3 separate regions of the Sus scrofa genome follow, and all the other regions are linked to region 3. The links are chromatin contacts, called in public targeted proximity ligation maps. All regions are on one chromosome and are shown on one strand. The core of a region is the stretch at or near the end of the contact, and the rest is flanking DNA. Distances in the headings are between cores, read along the strand shown. Region 1 has its middle 89 kb from the start of ATF7IP. Region 2 has its middle 110 kb from the start of ATF7IP. Region 3 holds the start of ATF7IP (activating transcription factor 7-interacting protein 1).

Region 1 (3,273 bases), core at 211-2,710, 89 kb after region 3:
TGCCCTCTACTAAAAAACCCCAAACCCCCAAAAAACTTTCTAGCAGAGGCTATAGCAGCCAAGGTGTAATAGTTAATGAAATGAATATAGAAGCGCTGCGTAAGTTACTTATTTGTGCAATAGCGTCGAATAAGACATGATAGTAACAAGCTTCGTTTATGGACGATTGTTGCATATAAATAATGCGTAGTGGATGTGTTCCAACTGTTCACCGGTATATCAACGATAGATTAACAAGGTTAAAATAGCAGTGACGGCTTTTAGTTTGACCTCCCTCTCACCTCCCCCAATTTCTCAAGGGATTTTGAAACCCTACAGACCCGGTTTTGAGTGTGTGTGTGTGTGTGTGTGTGTGTGTGTGTGAGAGAGAGAGAGAGAGTGGGGGGGAGAAGGGGGGGGAGAGAGAGAGAGAGGGACATAGGGAGAGAGAAAGGAAGAGGGGAGAGAAAGAGACCCAGACTGTACACTCACAGGGGTCTCCACAGTCCTCCCCAAACCAGGGCTGCCTTCCAATTCAAACAAGCCTTAAGGTCTGAAGGCACTCATCTGGTGCCTCTGGAAGATTCTAAACATCCTTGGGATATTCAGGGGAAAGGGAATTTAGCAACGCCACCCCAAAATTTGCTCTGGCCCCTCCCCCAGCTAAGTTCGGACTTTGGCTAGAATTCCTGGGCAGCTTTTGGAGTTTTGGGGGGTCAGGAGATGTAACCGGTCCCAGAAGCTCTCAGTCGAACCTGGCCGCAGGATGTGCACACCCTCGACAGCTGCGGACCACAGCTCAGACTGTTAGACGCTCAGAGGAGCCACTTCGAGGGTGGGACTGATCAGATGTCAGAGGTTCTGGCACCTGGGGGAGGGGAAGCGAGGACAGGATTATCATTCCACTGTTACCCAACACTGCCAGGTCTCTTGGTTGAGAAGGTATGTACAGCTCGTATGTGTTTTTACGGCACGAATGAAAAGAGCATGTGGACAGTCTTTATGGTCGTTAATGCACAGGGCCGAAGGAACCTGGTCATTACATGTACAAATGCCAAGTGTATGTAGGGCGCTCCCAAGACACCTATGTGCGGTGTATATTGAGATTGTGCAATAATGCAGCAGAGGTGTGGAAAGGCGGTGTGAACTGCACGGTGTGAAGCGTTGTTCCCTCTCCTTCAGACCCTCTCACACATCCCTCCCCCACACCCGCACACACGTTAAACTACCCTTGACACAGACTCCTCCCCTCCCCCAACACCGCAGCCAGCTTTCTCTGAAAACTGATACCCTGAGGCCCTTTCCCTTACCAGCCACAATTAGGGGAAGTAGAAGGGAAAATGCGGACTGGATCAAGGCACAGAGGCAGTGCTCTGTCATTTTTCCTTCCGCAATAGGCCACTGTTCCGGCTCCAGGCCTTATATTTTATCTGACTTTGCAACGCCAGGAAACAGCTTTAGGCTCCTGCGAGTCCAGGCCGAATCCACTTCTCTCTGCGAAATCCATTTTGTATTTTCTCTTTCACCCTCATCAAGTCTCAGCCGAGGCTGTTGTTCTCAATCCAGCTCAGAAACTGGCTCAAACCGCCCTGAACTGGATTTGGTGGCTGTTGAGACACAGTTTCTGCCTCTTTGTTAGGGCGGATCCGGCCTCATTTGCTCCTCTGTTTCCCTCCCTCCTGTTTTCCCAGAGTCACCAACAGCAATTCCCCTCCCCCTGCTTTCCAGTTTGGCATTTTTTTACCCTTCCCTGGGCCAAGGCCCCCTGAAGTAGATTAAATTCTTTAATAAAATAGTGGATTTAGGTTGTAAAGCTTCAGCTTTTATTACATTAACTATTTAGTTCTGCTTTTCTCAAATTTGTTATCTAAACCAATTGACATGGTGCCCTTAAAATCTTGGCTCTCATTTTAACCTAGAAATATCTTAAATCTTCACTCTGGATGGAAATAACTTTAAATTTCAATTCAAAGGCTGAAAGATTAATTTGTTTTGTAGCTATATTTAAGTCAAAATAATTTATTCATTTCTTTGTTGAGAAATGACAAAACATAAAATGTATGGAATTTTTAAGTAGCCACTCATACTAACTGTTGCAACTGCGCGATTCCCAGAGAAAAGAACTGAAGACTTGAGATTGTTTTGGTTTTCGAACGTGTAATTATAACCCCTGGTCAGATTCTGTGAATTGTTTAGGGAAGAAGGCTGTTTGGAGAATGCGCGGGAACCATTCCTAACGTGATGCAGGTGGAGGCAAAACTAGGAGTGTGACGGAATGAGGAAAGGATAGGGCTGGGCTTCTGTAAGTTTTCTATCAAATTTAAGCATTTCTCACGTTTTGGAACTAGATAAGAGGGGGCGATTGTACAACATCGTGGAGGTATTAAATGCCACTCAATTGTACATTTTACAATGTTGATTTTATGTCATGTGAATTTAATCTCAGTTTTTAAATATTAAGCGTTTCTTGCGAAGAATTTTTTGTTTTCTTCTTGTGGGTTTTTGAAAAATCAGAGAGGACACAGATGATAAGCAACCATATTCGGGGTGTGTCTCCTTTCGGTGCTTGACGACTCACTAGTCTCCCCCTGCTGGCCAAAGCGAGCAACGTGTCACATCGTCGGAAGGCCTTTTGAGCCTGTCTCAATTATATGTCGAAGCACAAATAACAGGCTGCTTTTTTAGGAATCCTTCTCTTTACTTGTTTCGTGTGCATTTCATTTGTCTTACTTGTGTGCTTGGTATCAGGCTCTTTTACCAAACGAGGATCACAGACATTTTGCTTCTGTGAGGTTACAAAGGATTAATTAAAACTCAGCAGTTTAAAATTCACCCCTACATCCCCAAGCAGAACCATAAATGCTGTCATTTATCCTAAACTAAAAACCAGAGTTAAATTGATCATTTACATGTTTAGTTTCAGTAGAGCAGAAAGCCCTGGAAAAAAGCCAATTTTTTTCCCCAGTAGATCTGGAAAAGCTATTTTTATGTGAGGGGGGGGGGGGCTTTGTCTAGTACCCTGAGAAAGACTGGTTTTGGGTGAAGGTAATCCTCAAAACGTATGTATAAAAGGTCAGTTGCTCAATTAAATTTGTTTTTATGAAATTTACAAAGCTTAAGTAATTATTATGGGAAGAAAAACAGTAGTTTAAGCTATACTGGAGGTCAAGTAATCCAGATAAGCCTCCTCCTTGTTAGATCATTTGTTACTTTAGGATCTTCTCACCTTTTGTTTCACTTGCTTAAAATGCTCCTCCCTTCTCCAGTTCCTCCTATTTATGGTCAGGCCTCACC
Region 2 (3,099 bases), core at 273-2,772, 110 kb after region 3:
TTGTATGACTCCCAAGATGGAGTTAAGTGAGCTGGCCTTCCCAGTACAGAGCAACTTGCTGTATTAGAGCAAGATCCAACTGGGAGTTCCCGTCGTGGTGCAGTGGTTAACGAATCCGACTAGGAACCATGAGGTTGCGGGTTCCATCCCTGCCCTTGCTCAGCAGGTTGATGATCCGGCGTTGCCATGAGCTGTGGTGTAGGTTGCAGACGCGGCTTGGATCTCGCGTTGCTGTGGCTCTGGCGTAGGCTGGTAGCTACAGCTCCGATTAGACCCCTAGCCTGGGAACCTCTATGTGCCGCGGAAGCGGCCCAAGAAATGGCAAAAAGACAAAAAAAAAAAAAAAAAAAATCCAACGGTATTCTAATTTGTTGGGTTTGCCTATCTCTTTGGCAGAATGAGGGTTTAGAGGGCCAGACTGTGCTTAGTCTGAAATACTGACAATATCTGTCTGAATCTTTAAGACTTTATAAGTTTGAATGTTGGGCATGATTAAAGCAGTTTAGAAATGACATTTAAAAGCAAATTAGGAGTTCCCGTTGTGGCTCAGTTGTTAACAAATCCGACTAGGAATCTTGAGGTTGTGGGTTCAATCCCTGGCCTTGCTCAGTGGGTTAAGGATCCGGCATTGCCATGAGCTGTGGTGTAGGTTGCAGACGCAGCTCGGATCTGGTGTTGCTGTGGCTCTGGCGTAGGCCAGCAGCTACAGCTCCTATTAGATCCCTAGCCTGGGAACCTCCACATGCCGTGGGTGCGGCCCTAGAAAATTTAAAAAGACGAAAATAATAATAATAATAAAAATCAAAGCAAATTAACTTTTTTCTCGTAGCTGATGTTATGTCTATGATATTCTGGTTGTAGTTTGTCACTGTGTCTGAAATGATGCTTTATATATATTTTATGAATAAAAGTTATTAAACTTGCTTTTAAGCACAGTTTATAGATTTTCTTATATATCTACAACCCAAGCTTTAAAAAGTTAATAATTTATGCAAATTTTATAAAGATATTATATAATATTTTATATTTATAGATATATGTCTCTTGGATTTGAGGAATTTTTTTTTGTCTTTTTAGGGTCACACCCCTGGCATATGGAAGTTCCCAGGCTAGAGGTTGAATCAGAGCTACAAGCGGCCAGCCTACTCCACAGCCATAGCAACAAGGGATCTGAGCCATGTCTGCAACCTACATCACAGCTCACGGCAATGCTAGATCCTTAATTCACTGAGCAAAGCCAGGGATTGAACCCACATCCTCACAGATACTAGTCAGGCTTGTTACCGCTGAACTGCAATGGGACCTTCCGAATTTGAGGAGTTTTATCAGTTAAGTCCTGGGATATATGTACTTTTGTGAATAATCACCTTCCTAGAGCCATGCTGTTATTTGATAATAGTTAAGTATTTCTGCATTTCGTTATTTAGGACTAACGGTTCATTTAATAGGTTATTCCCATTTAGGAAGTTAGCAGTGACAGTTGTGGAAAATACCTTAAACATTTCTAAATAGTGCTATACTTTACCAATGCTGCCATCTCCTGGATGCATTCATGCACTGTAGCAATCAAAGAAGCTTACAGTTCATATACAGTGGTTTCCAAAAGGAATGTGGCATGTGGATTTAAAAAGTTTTCATTTTCTCTTTTTCTTTTGTTGTGTTTAGTTTGAAAAGACTTGGATATTTATATATTTCCTAACAACCTCCTGCTGGAGTCAGAATGGTGTAGTACTAGAGTGTAAAATGGATGTACTAAATATTTTAATTTTGTCCCTCTAGATTTATTATCCATTCTTCTCTGCTCTACTTTGTGTCCCAGGAGGTAGAGACTGATCTATATGGACTGTATCAATAAAATTCCTTGACTTTTAACTTCTGATTGAATCTGGGCAATAGGAAGCATTCAAAGACAATCAAAGAGAGAGAAGAGAGTAAAGCTGAGGTGTTCATTTCCCCCCACTCCTCTTCCTATGAGGTCACAGGGCTCTACTCCTTAACTGAAAGTCGTATTTTCTGGCAAGGAGCCTTACCGAAGTATCTCCCTCTATCTAAAGGAAGTAGTAATCACTTTGTCCTCTGTCCTTTATGACCAAGGACGGTAACAGTAGCTATGTGTTGTGAAACCTAGAGCCCTTCACTATTCCCTGTGGTCACCCAACATTCTGCCCAACATTTTGAAAATGATCCTTTTATTAACTATTCATTAAATCACTCCAGCTTGAGTATATTCCCTGCTAGTCTTCTGAAAAAAACAACAGGAACAGTAGGCGTTATCCATAGATAAGGGTTAACTAAATTAAGACCTGATTAGTTCTTAAACAGTGTTGGAGAAAAGAGATAAAGATGAAAGCAGTTAGGGAGTTCCTGTCATGGCTCAGTGGTTAACGAATCTGACTAGGAACCACAAGGTTCCGGGTTCCATCCCTGGCCTTGCTCAGTAGGTTAAGGATCTGGTGTTGCCGTGAGCTGTGGTGTAGGTTGCAGACGCGGCTGGGATCCCACGTTGCTGTGGCCCTGGTGTAGGCTGGCAGCTACAGCTCCGATTCGACCCCTAGCCTGGGAACCTCCATATACTGTGGGTGTGGGCCTAGGGGGAAAAAAAAAAAAGATGAAAGCAGTTAGAAAGAGAAGGATAATGATGGAGGCCAAAGATTATCCGATATTAGAATAATTGCTATTCTTTTAGTGGTTAGAAGCATCCCACCCCCCACCCAAATGGAATACTTGTATTGAATATCTTTATAGGAAAGATTCAGATGTAAAAGAAGAAAAATTTCTTGATAAAAAGGAATAGCTAAATCATCAGATCAAAACTTTACACAATATCAGAAAAATTGATATAGATAGAATGATCAACAATAAGACATGAGAAAAAAAATCATCTTTAAGCAAACAGCTCCCCTCTGAAGTTCCCTGAAAGGAGCAAAAAGAGGGTTTATACTAATATTTAATTCCAGAAGGCATCAAGATTTACAAAGTTCTAAGGCTAAGAAATGTATTAGATTGTAACCAAATATGGCAGATTTCCTTAGTGTCAGGTAACTTCTTGGTTAAAAAATACCCAGAATATCATATTTCACAATAGTCATTTCCAAAGGA
Region 3 (3,398 bases), core at 697-3,196:
ACATATACATACACACAGATACAGAAAATACAACATATTTCCATCTCTAAAACACCTGCAACAATGTCTAGAGGGTGGTGGAGTATGCTGGATAACCACCCCCAAAGCATACAAGGGGAAAGATTACACAGTATCCCTCTAAATATATTTCTGGGTAGGAGACTTCAGAGGTCTGTAAATCATATCAACAACAAATGTTCTGTTGAGAAAAAAAAGAATTGTTCCTATCACTGCATTCTACCTCCTATGTGATGTCATTTTTTAAAAATTCAGCAACCAAAAGTTCAATTGCATCTACTTAGTACTTCTCAACAGTGCTTTAAGCAATAAAGGCCCTAAACCAACCAAGATTACAAAGCAACAGCCACTTCTTCGTTTGACAGGTGACTGACTTAGAGTTACATAACCAACCAAGAAAAACAACTGTTATATATACAAACCACAGATAAAGTTTATGACAACCATTTACAAGTTTTCAGTCCAGTAAGAAATAATTTGCACAACAGTAAAATTATATCAAATTGTATAAAACTTCTCCCAGAGGCTCATATAAGATTCAAATATAATGACACTAACATTTTAAACTAAAATAATAAGTAGCACACTTATAACTACTTCTTTAAGAAACTACTTCTTTTAAGAAACTACTTCTTTAAGAAACCAGGAACACACAATTTTAAAAAATCAAACACAATTTTATCTTATATGTATAAATGACATTTTTTTAATCAACTGTTTTCTTGATGGTTCACGATGTCCTAATAAAGGCCTCAGTGTAGTTGAGAGTTCTTTGCAGAATTCTTTAACAGAAAAATGTATCAAGTTTTAGTGTTCTATTTCACATATCATTACAAACAAAACGCTAAGAAAATGACTTAATTTTAAAAGTCAGAGTAATAAAAATAATCTAACTGCAGCGGTAATGGACAAGTGACAGGGAGAGAAAAAATGTGAAACTCAAATGCATGAAAGATCAAAAGTACACACTGATTAAAACTTCACTAAGGATCAAATATTTTTAAAAAATAAATACGCAAGTAGATTGAGGTTTCCTTTCAAACGTTATATAAGTTCTTCCAAAGCTCCTTGCCTTCATATTTCCAAAATTCAAACTGTTTCCATTTTGAAAACATTCCATAACAGGACTGGTAAAAATAGGGTTAAAAATGTATTTGCAAATATGCAGTTCAAATAAATGCACTTCCCGTGATAACACCACTAGGTGCTGATCTTTATCTCCCTAAATATACAATTGAATCCAGCACTGTCCCAAAAGTGAAATTAAAATCGAGAACCACAAGTGGGCAATCATTTTTACAGAAAACTAAGTACACAGCTTCTCAAAGAATCGGAGAAATATCATAAAAAAGTCTGAGGTCGGTACAGGAATACAACATAAGAGAAACGTTTTTCTTGAAAAGTGAGGGAATTTAAGCGTAACAAAATGAAACCCCTCAAGAATGAGGAAAATTAAATCTAGAACCCGAATGGCGTCCAACAAGAACATTAGATCTTGAAAATGAATATTGCGCTTGCGCAGCCACCGCCCCGCCAGCTGCACAACTGCAGCTAGAGCCCGACCCCGCAAGATCACGTGCTCCCATGCAGCGTCCGCCCGCAGCTCCGCAACCGCGCAGGCGCAACACAACTCCCGCAGCCGCCATAATGCGGTCTTGACTCTTCAGAAATACAATAGTAATTTAAGAAAATGTTGTTCTATCAGCCCAAGGGACTCAAAGATACCTTTTGGGGCGGGAGATGAGGGAGGGGGAACCAAGTTCCTTCCTACAGAGTCGCCCGGCGCAGCCGTCCCCTCCGCTGCCGCCTCAGTCTCGCGCGCTTCAGTCTCCGCGCCGCGCCGCGCCGCGCCGCCGCCGCCGCCGCCGCCGCCTCCGCAGATTCAAAAACAAACCCGCTTCTCCCTTGCACGCGCCGGGGCCGTTATGCAAATCATTATAGGCGGGGCTCAGTGGTCGTAATATTGGCCACGCCCACTGTGCTTTCATCCAATAGGCTCACGGAATGGCCGTTCCCCATGCAAATCTTCTGGTTTTTTATTTGAATGAGAAATATTGGCCCCGCCTCCCGCCGTGGAAAAGAGAAGGAAGTCTGAGGTGGTGGCGCTGCGCCTCTGTGTTGCAGTGAGGTGTGTATTATGAGTGGAGCTTTGCTCAACTAGTGAGTAGTACTTTGTGAGCGCCCTCTATGAGCCTTAGAAAAGAAGGAAGGAAGGAAATAAGTGGGTGAAAGTTAAAAAGCTGAGGAAAAGATTTTCAAAAAAGGCTGGAGCATGTTGATTTATCATTTGTGTTAGCTTACAAAATATACTTTAAACTGTTTAAGTCATGAGGGAATGGCGCAAACACATCTTTTCTTTCCGTTGTTCTGTGTCAGAGCAAGCGCTTCTAGTCATACCCTTCCACCAGAAGTTGTATCCCTGTTATACAGTTTTATAATTGGGAGCCAACAAGTAATGAAGGCCACAAGGTGTAATGAAGAAGATGCAAGTATATTTGTTGGAAGATCTAGGCTCACGTCCAGCTTACATACCTGTTTCTTGGAATAAGTGTTTTACTCAATTTTCTCATGCCTGTAATTCAAATGGTTTGAGAGGGCAAAATGGTAGGATAACCCGTAAATGTGTTTTGCAAAGCAAAACAGCCTGAGAAGTAGATCGAGAGGATTTTAATATCACTTCTCTCTGAAATTAATCTACTCATTCAATATTTAATTAGCAATTCCTGTGTTCCAGACCCATATTAGGTGCCTGTCCTCAAGCAGTCTATTACAGTGGAGAAGACAAAAAAGTAAACAGGAAGAATTTGTAAGTAATAAGAAATCAGTATATGGTGGTTAATTATTTTTATAATTTGGGTCCTTCAACTTAGAAATACTGCCTGGCTTTTAGGAGAAACCCCTCATCCATAGTTAGAGAATCAGCAGTGCCTTCCCAGAAGAGGTCATCACTAACATGAGAATTGATTTAATAGGGTTCCCTTGTCTAAAAGTTGGATTTTATTGTAAGAACAAACAATGAGGAATAATTTAAAAGGTTTTAAGTTAGGAAATAACACAATTAGATTTTCATTGCTTAATTGCTAAGCTTTGTAAAGTCCTTGGTACTGAACATAGTACATGGGTGCACAAAAAGTTACAAATAGAGGCTCAGTTATAACAAAGTATGTATTATAATTTATTTTGTACATAGTGCTCAATTATAAGTTAGATGTTCAATACCAATATTTAAAATTCCATTCTATAATTAGAGAAATGGGATTGGAAGAAGGTTTCATTCATTAGGTTTCTCCTTGACTTCTATAAGCACATACAAAGGAATCTTTTTTTTTTTTTTTTTTTTTTTTGTCTTTTGTCTTTTGTCTTTTTAGGGGCCACACCCA

The links.
Region 1: a targeted proximity ligation map of alveolar macrophages shows a contact between it and region 3, with 6 times the contacts expected there. A contact is called at or near these places in 4 of 5 promoter capture datasets (fetal liver, fetal skeletal muscle, liver and 1 more), 26 of 47 Hi-C or Micro-C datasets (alveolar macrophages, blood, brain and 14 more) and 2 of 2 datasets of targeted methods (alveolar macrophages and skeletal muscle).
Region 2: a contact with region 3 is called in a targeted proximity ligation map of alveolar macrophages. A contact is called at or near these places in 4 of 47 Hi-C or Micro-C datasets (embryonic fibroblasts, fetal heart ventricle, retroperitoneal adipose tissue and 1 more) and 2 of 2 datasets of targeted methods (alveolar macrophages and skeletal muscle).

What each region holds. Positions count from the first base shown.
Region 1 is chr5:58,237,326-58,240,598 of Sscrofa11.1, forward strand. No RefSeq gene overlaps it. Among named protein-coding and RNA genes, the nearest start is that of ATF7IP, 89 kb to the left of the region's middle.
Region 2 is chr5:58,260,564-58,263,662 of Sscrofa11.1, forward strand. No RefSeq gene overlaps it. Among named protein-coding and RNA genes, the nearest start is that of ATF7IP, 110 kb to the left of the region's middle.
Region 3 is chr5:58,148,034-58,151,431 of Sscrofa11.1, forward strand. ATF7IP (activating transcription factor 7-interacting protein 1) reads right to left here and starts at 1,947. Exons shown (of 15, transcript XM_003126462.5): 1 at 1,744-1,947.